Regions from separate parts of the Sus scrofa genome. Here region 1 is linked to region 2. A link is a contact called in public HiChIP or PLAC-seq data. All regions are on one chromosome and are shown on one strand. Each heading gives the region's core, a stretch centred on a gene start, on an enhancer-like site or on the middle of the called end of the contact. The rest is flanking DNA. Distances are from core to core; before and after follow the strand shown.

Region 1 (3,821 bases), core at 881-3,380, 85 kb before region 2:
TATAATGTGTTAGTTTCAGGTGTACATCAAAGTGATTCAGCTATACATGTATGTATATATATTCTTTTTCAGATTATTTTCTGTTATGGTTTATTGTAAGTTATTGAGTATAGTTCTCTTTGCTATACAGTAGGTCCTTGGTGTTTTATACATGTATAGTAGTGTGTATATAATTCCAAACTCTCAATTTATCCCTTCCCCCACCCTTTCCCCAATATCACCTTTGGTAACCATAAGTTCCTTTTCTACATCTGTGAGTCTATTCCAGTTTTGTAAATAAGCTCATTGGCATCATTTCTGAGTCTACATATAAGTAATATCATATAACATATTTCTGACTTACTTCACTTGGTATGATAATATCTAGGTCCATGGCTGCAAATGGCATTATTTCATGCTCTTTGCGGCTGAACTGTATTCCATTGTGGCCAGGGATCGAACCCACATCCTCACAGACACTATGTCATATTCTTAACCCGCTGAGCCACATGGGAACTCCTCAGAACCTTTCTAATTAGTCCTGTGCATTTGTGGAAGGGTGACACCCACCGGGATGATGCCCCCCTCCGTGTTCCCTTAGAACACCGGTACCTTCTCAGGGTGCTCTGCGCCCCTCCCCCAGCACCTGCTGTGGGTGTCTGCTGTCTGGTTCCCCTCTGAGCATCAGACCCACCACTGAGTAGGTGAGGGAGTCTCATAACAATGTGAATGGGAAGGTTCAGCACTCCACCAGCCTAGCCAGTCACAAATTTCTTAAAAGTAAGTGCAAAAGGATTCTCTTTGTAAAAAAAAAAAAAAAAAAAAAAAAAAAAAGGTCTTGCATTATTTGTGCCCTGGCTAAGTGTCCACCCCTAAACCAAAGGAGACTAGGATTCCCTTGGTCTTCAGCAACCCTTATCTGCTACCTTGACTCTGAAACTGATCTTTCCATCTGTTGCCATCATTTACTCAGTCCCAGGGGCCTTTACCACACTTGGTGAGGAAAGGAGTACAAACCAGTTGAAAATTAGCCCAAGTCCTCGGCTCTTCACGGTCACTTCTCTTCATTTTCCCTATCACGTGCTTCACTCAGAAGGCAGGTCCCTGGGAGGAAACAGAACCCCTTCCTTGTTGGTCCTGTGCACCTGCCCTGATCCCTTTTGTTTCACCCTGAGCTACCCCTCACCCCAGAACAGGGCTTTTGACAACTCCTCTGAGAGATGAATCTGTCAAGAAGGGTGAAGGGTCTGAAAAATTACCCAGCTTAGACTCTCACTGTTTCATGGATGCTAGAAGAAGACATGAGACTCTGGGTTCAGAGACAAAGGACTTAGTTCTAATGGCCCTGAAAACAACGTCAGCTCTTTGCATTGGTTCCCTTTGCCCCCACATGACACAGAGATTATGCAGTGGTCCCGAATGACACCTGCCCATGCCCAGCAGCTCAGGGTCAAGTGCCCAGCACGTGATAAGGTAGCAACCAAGCCAGCCCCTCCCTACTGTTACCCATTTAATGGGCCATGTGACCAACCAGAGACACTGCTGTGAGATAGGAGACAGATCAGCCTAGGAGCCAGGGGCCCTCAGCACAATTTGCAGGGATGGTTAGAGCCAGGAAGGACTGCTTCTGCCAACAGGGCCATGTACATTGTATCATTCCAAGCTTCCCTTCAGCGTTATCTTAATCCCAAGGCCACAGCACCAAACACTCAGCCCTGGGCTGCTGTTGAAGCCCTACCAAACGTTGATTTACTGCTGAAGGAAAAACAGGATGGTGGGTTGTCCATCTGGCTCCCTGTGTTTAAACAAAAACACTTAAAACTTTGCCCCCCCCCAGTCCTTCCATGGTTTCAGTTCCTGTTGGACTGTTACATAAACTCTCAGTTCCTCTTAGATTGTCATACTGAAAAAGAAACTGCACCTACTCTCCAATCTGGATAAAGAATTCAATATAAAAAGGAAGATATGTGTAATAAGAAACTCCATATGTCCAAAAGCAAACTTCTGGTTCTTTCCAACCTGCCCCCTGTCCTTCCTCCCCAGCAGAAGGCAGCCCCTTCCCCCTTCACAGCCTGCAGAGCGAGTCCACACTCTGACCCACCGCTCCAGAGCCCCCAACAGCCATGCCCCATTACTTCTTTCTTTGTGGCTTCAGTCTTCACCTCTCAGGCTGATTCTCGATCCAGCAGCCAGAGTGGTCCTCTAGCATGGAAAGCCATGTCCTACCATGCTTCTGCTCCAAACCCCCACTGACTTCCAAGAGCCTTCAGAATAGAAAGACCTACTTGGTTCCACATAGCCTGCAGCTCTGCCTGCCCCCTGACCTCTGACTCCTGTCTTCTCTGCCACCACTCCCATCCCTCCGCCTGTTCCCGGACCCACCAAGCCCACCAGTCCAGCCTCTGCTTGGTGGCTGCCCCAGGTGCCAAAGAGCCACCTCTGCTCCCTTTCCGGCCACCCTGTACCCTAGCAGCTACTTTATTCTTCTCCCTGGCACTTGTCACCATGTGGCACTTACTCCCCTGTTGTTATCTGTCTCCTCCCTCAAGAATGAGGGCTGTGAGTCAGGCTTCTGCTCACACGTACCTTCATCCTATATACCCAGTGCCAAGGACACTGCTTGCCCCACACTGGCTCCCAGTAAATGGTTTCTGGATTTATTAACTCAACAAGTTCTAATCATCTACCTCTTCCATTTGCAGTCCAAGGGGGGAGAGAGACAAATCCACATGAGCTCGTAATACAGTGCTCTTAGTGCCACCCTGGAGACGTGTAGGGTATTACAGGGCCATGCGGAGGCTGCACTTGTGGGAGCAGATGGGAATTTTTAAAAAGATCTCAGGAGCCGGGGCGGGACGACGAAGGACATGAGGGCGGGGGTCCTGCCGCTCGGGGACGTCGGCGGCGGAGTGGTGTAGGCTGCAGACAGGTCAGATCCAAGTTGCTATGTCTGGCGGGCGGGCACAGCCCAATCGACCCAGCTGGAACTCCATATGCTGGAGCAAAATAGCAAAAAAAAAAAAAAAAAAAAAAAAAAAAAACTTAGATTGTGGGCAGTGGAACGAATCGATAGAACCATGATGCGGTTCTCCTGCCTTGCTAGTGGTAATGATCCGGCGTAGCTTTGTAGTGCAACCGCTCGATCCGCGTTGCTGGCTCGGTAGGCTGTGGCTACAGCACTGATCGACCCTAGCTGGACTCCATATGCGAGGACCCAAAAAAAAAAAAAAAAAAAAAAAAAAAAAAAAAAAAAAAAAAAGACTCTCAGGTGCTCCATGTGGCAATGGATCGTGGTGTCTCTGAAGTGCTGGGACACAAGTTCAATCCCTGGTCTGGCACAGTGGGACCAGGCATTGCCACAGCTGCAGCATAGGTCAAAGCTGCAGCTTGTATCCGATTCCTGGCCTGGGAATTCCATATGCCAAAGGGCAGCCAAAAAAGAAAAGAATCTTAAAAATAAAAAGATAAGGGGGTTCCTGTTGTGGCTCGGCAGAAACAAATCTGACTAGTACCATGAGAAGGCAGGTTTGATCCCCAGCCTCACTCAGTGGGCTAAGGATGCAGTGTTGCCATGAGCTGTGGTATAGGTCACAGATGTGGCTCGGATCTGGAGTTGCTGTGGCTATGGTGTAGGCTAGCAGCTGCAGTTCTGATTCAGCCCCTATCCTGGGAACCTCCATATGCCTTGGGTATGGCCCTAAAAAGGCTAAATAAATAAATAAATAAAAAGATAACTCTGAGGAGCTCCCACTGTGGCTCAGTGGTAACGAAACTGACTAGTATCCATGAGGACACAGGTTTGATCCCTGGCCTCCCTTGGTGGGTTAAGGATCCAGTGTTGC
Region 2 (3,355 bases), core at 615-3,114:
CTGTGGCGTCAGCCAGTGGCTACAGCTCTGATTCAACCCCTAGCTTGGGAAGCTCCATATGCAGCGAATGTGGCTCTAAAAAGACAAATAAATAAAATTTTTTGGAGTTCCCATTGTGGGCTCAGCTCATTAAGGACCCGACCTTATCTCTGTAAGGATGCAGTTTCAATCCCTTGCCTCAGTGGGTTAAGATAGGTCATTGAGGTAAGCTACAATGCTGCTTACATCCTTGTTGCAGTGGCTGTGGCGTGGGTTCCAGCTGAAGCTACAATTCGACCCTTAACAGAGGAACTTCCATATGCCAAAAGCGTGACTGTAAACAGAAAAAATTGTTTCCAACTTAATTTTACATGAATTTTTTTTAATATACAGATAGTGCTCTCTTCAAGTAGTCAACACAGTGCCTTGGATTACGATTGTCTTTTGAGTTTTTCATGTGTTCAGTGATTTTTTATGTAATAAGGTTGTGTGTATACTTGCCTTAAATTATGGTTAATTTCAGCAAATTCAAGATTAGCTACCTTTCAGTTTTGAACTGAAACTCGTTTACCTCTGTAGAAATAGCGAATGTTACAGCCACCTACTTCCTATGACAAGGAATCAACGATTTGAAGAGAAGTCAGAAAAGAGTTGGTTACTTGTATGTTTCTTTCCTTTGTATTTCAAGCCATAAATATCCAAATTAAATGTAACAGTGTTCCACTTCTAGCCACAAGGTGCTCTCTTACTAGTCATACTGAACCTGAATGTGGGAGAAATGAGGAACCTAGGAAAGGAAAAAATAATGATCTTTAATGCAAGTTTGTGCTTTATATAGTTATATGTTTGGATTCAGCTTCCTCCTGTCAAGTATGAAATACATCATATGCTGACTTAATGACATAAATTTGTAAATGCACTCATTAAGTCACAAAGGCAGCTGTAGTTTTAAAGGCCACAACCATAGGGAGAAGATGGTTTCCCTCCAATTACACAACCCTTTTGGTCGTTAAAGGCATGCGCAAATTCTCGCGGATTAACCTCGATGTAAATAAAAAACGTCCTGAAGAAACTCAGACTGAAATGGTTTCCCTCCGATTATGTAATCCCTTTGGTGGTTAAATAAGGGCATGTACAAATTGTCGCGGGTTGACCTCCCGAGGAAGTCAGGGTGCCGAGGCGGCGAGTTCTCCCCACGCGCTCTTCTACAGCCGGGCAGTTCCCGTGGGTGGCCTCTCGGAAAGGATAAATGCACTTAAACTCGTCTGATAAGGTCATCCGAAAGTGTCGATGGGGAGGGGCGTACTGCAAAGCCTATGCCATCCCCACAGGAGATGCACGCTGCCGCGCTTGCAGGACGCGCGCCCAGGGCCCCGCTTGGAGCAGGTGAGGGGTGCGGCTGGGGCCCGAGGGGTCCCTGCTCCCACAGGTGCGGCCGGCTGGCGCGCAGGCGCACTACGCCCGCCTGGCCGGACACCCGCCTCCGCCTCCAGCCGGCCCGCTGCTCGCTAACTCGGCTTCCCGCCCCGCAAAAATAACGTGTGAATACCCTCTGTGGACAGAGCCTCTTCTTCCTCGCCGCTGCCTCCGCCGCCATTTCCAGAAGTGGCCAGTCACAGCCACGGCCATGATCGCCGCTGGGCGCGACCTCCGCCCGCGCCGCTCCCCGCAGGGGTCCCTCCCTTCTGGGGCAGAAGACAGCGGCGCGCGGGGTTCCGGCCCGCACCCCCGCGTCCATTTGGTACGCCCCGCTCCCCGCCCCCGGCTCGGGAAGCTTCTCGCGGCGCCGCCACAGCGGCGGGCCCGGGGAGGGGGGTGGCGAGCGGAAGGGGCGGTGGGCGGGGGCGGGGCGGTCACGCCGCCCATCCCGTGCCCGCCGTGTCACGTGCCCGTGCCGCGGCCAATCGCCGGGCGGCGCTGTGCGGGGAGCGAGCAGGCTGTGGTGAGGGACGGCGGAGACCGGAGATGTTTTCGAGCCCGGCCTCGGCGGCGTTCGTGGCGGTTACGGCGACAGCGAAGACCACGACAGAGACGGCCGCGCCGAGGCCCTCGTACAGGGGGTAAACCCTCCTGCGCCGGCCGTGCCTTGGGTCCGTGAGGGCGAGGGGGGCGTGGCGACAGGCGAGGAGGAAGGAGGGGCGCGGTTTCGAGCCCCGGCCCCGGCGCCCGGGAGGAGCCCCCCAGTCGCGCCCGCTCCCGTCCCCTCGGCAGAGCGAGGTAGGTACGTGCCCGCCGCCCCGCCCACGCTAGCGGGACGGGGGCCGTAGTCGCTGCAGGCGGGAGCTGCTCGGGCGGGGGGGCGGGGGCCCGGGCGGACGGACGCCGCGCCGCTCCCGGAACATGGCGGGGCCGCGGAGCGTGTGCGTGCGAGGGTGCGCGGCGGGAGGGGGCGGGGCTGGGCGGGGCGGGGGGCGCGCCGGCCGGGGCCCTGCCGCCGGGTGCGCGGCGGGGTCGTGTCCGGGCGCGGCTTGGCGGGCGCGCGGGGCCGGGGCTTCTGGAGCTCGGCTGGGCTAACTCGGTGCGACGCCTGCTCCAGGATCCCCAAGCGTTGAGTAAACGCTGGTACAAAGAGGCCGCCGAAGCCTGGCTGACAGCTGTTTTAATAATAACAGGGAGGGACAGTTTAGCACGGGAAGTTGACACTCGCACCGGTCGAAACCGTAGGAAACCTTTCTAGCAGCGTACCCATCAAGATCGGTTTCCACTAGACTCCCGCGCCTACCTTGCCAACGCGGGGAAATGGGTTGGGGTCCAGGCATCTGGAACGCCTTGGAACCGCCTCTAATCTTCAAGTAGAAGTGGACCAGTGTTATTTTAAGACGGTTTATGTAAATTATAAAAGAAGGCGAACTGGTAAAATAACTACTTTAACATAAATTGACTGCTGATTAAAAACATATGCTTCTTTAGGCCCTTAAAAATCTTGAGCTCTGATCTGTTTCAGTTTCTTCAGTCGTTATACAAAGGGTTTCCTGGAGATTAGCTCAGAACTGGCAGAACATACGCTACATTGATGCCAAGTGGCTTAAAAAACAAAATGAGATAGTGTCGACTGTGTAAGATCAAGTCGTTGTATTAACTAGTCTTGTTGGGAAAAGTCTTTAATTTGGGCTAAACGCAAATACATGTAAAAATGTTCCGTAGGCAAGAGGGGACGGTTTTACTACTTAAAGATCATTTATAGTTGACACAAGCACTGACTCAATTTCTAAAGGTCCGCAGACGGTTGACTAAGTAAGGTCAAGCTTAACTATTCAGGGTGTGTGTTCTGTTTTAGAGATAGGAAGAGTGTTAAAGTGAAGTAAAAAATGTTAAGGAATATTCGTGGAAGGAAAAGAGTAGAAAAGCAGGATGCCTGTAATGTTCTTAATCTTTA

The links. HiChIP or PLAC-seq counts read pairs in DNA pulled down with a chosen protein or histone mark.
Region 1: a contact with region 2 is called in an H3K27ac HiChIP or PLAC-seq map of alveolar macrophages. The contact joins the enhancer-like site here to the promoter of ANKRD12 in region 2. A contact is called at or near these places in 2 of 5 promoter capture datasets (fetal liver and liver), 20 of 47 Hi-C or Micro-C datasets (alveolar macrophages, blood, embryonic fibroblasts and 12 more) and 2 of 2 datasets of contacts at active chromatin or transcription factors (alveolar macrophages and skeletal muscle).

What each region holds. Positions count from the first base shown.
Region 1 is chr6:98,897,825-98,901,645 of Sscrofa11.1, reverse strand. No RefSeq gene overlaps it. Among named protein-coding and RNA genes, the nearest start is that of NDUFV2, 47 kb to the right of the region's middle. Within about 2 kb of position 2,130, at least 18 of the 83 cell types and tissues checked have an H3K27ac peak or open chromatin away from gene starts, as enhancers often do. A contact at or near this core is called in alveolar macrophages, liver, omental adipose tissue and 2 more, where this site is marked.
Region 2 is chr6:98,813,236-98,816,590 of Sscrofa11.1, reverse strand. It overlaps ANKRD12 (ankyrin repeat domain-containing protein 12), which reads left to right and starts at 1,864. Exons shown (of 12, transcript XM_021096065.1): 1 at 1,864-2,196.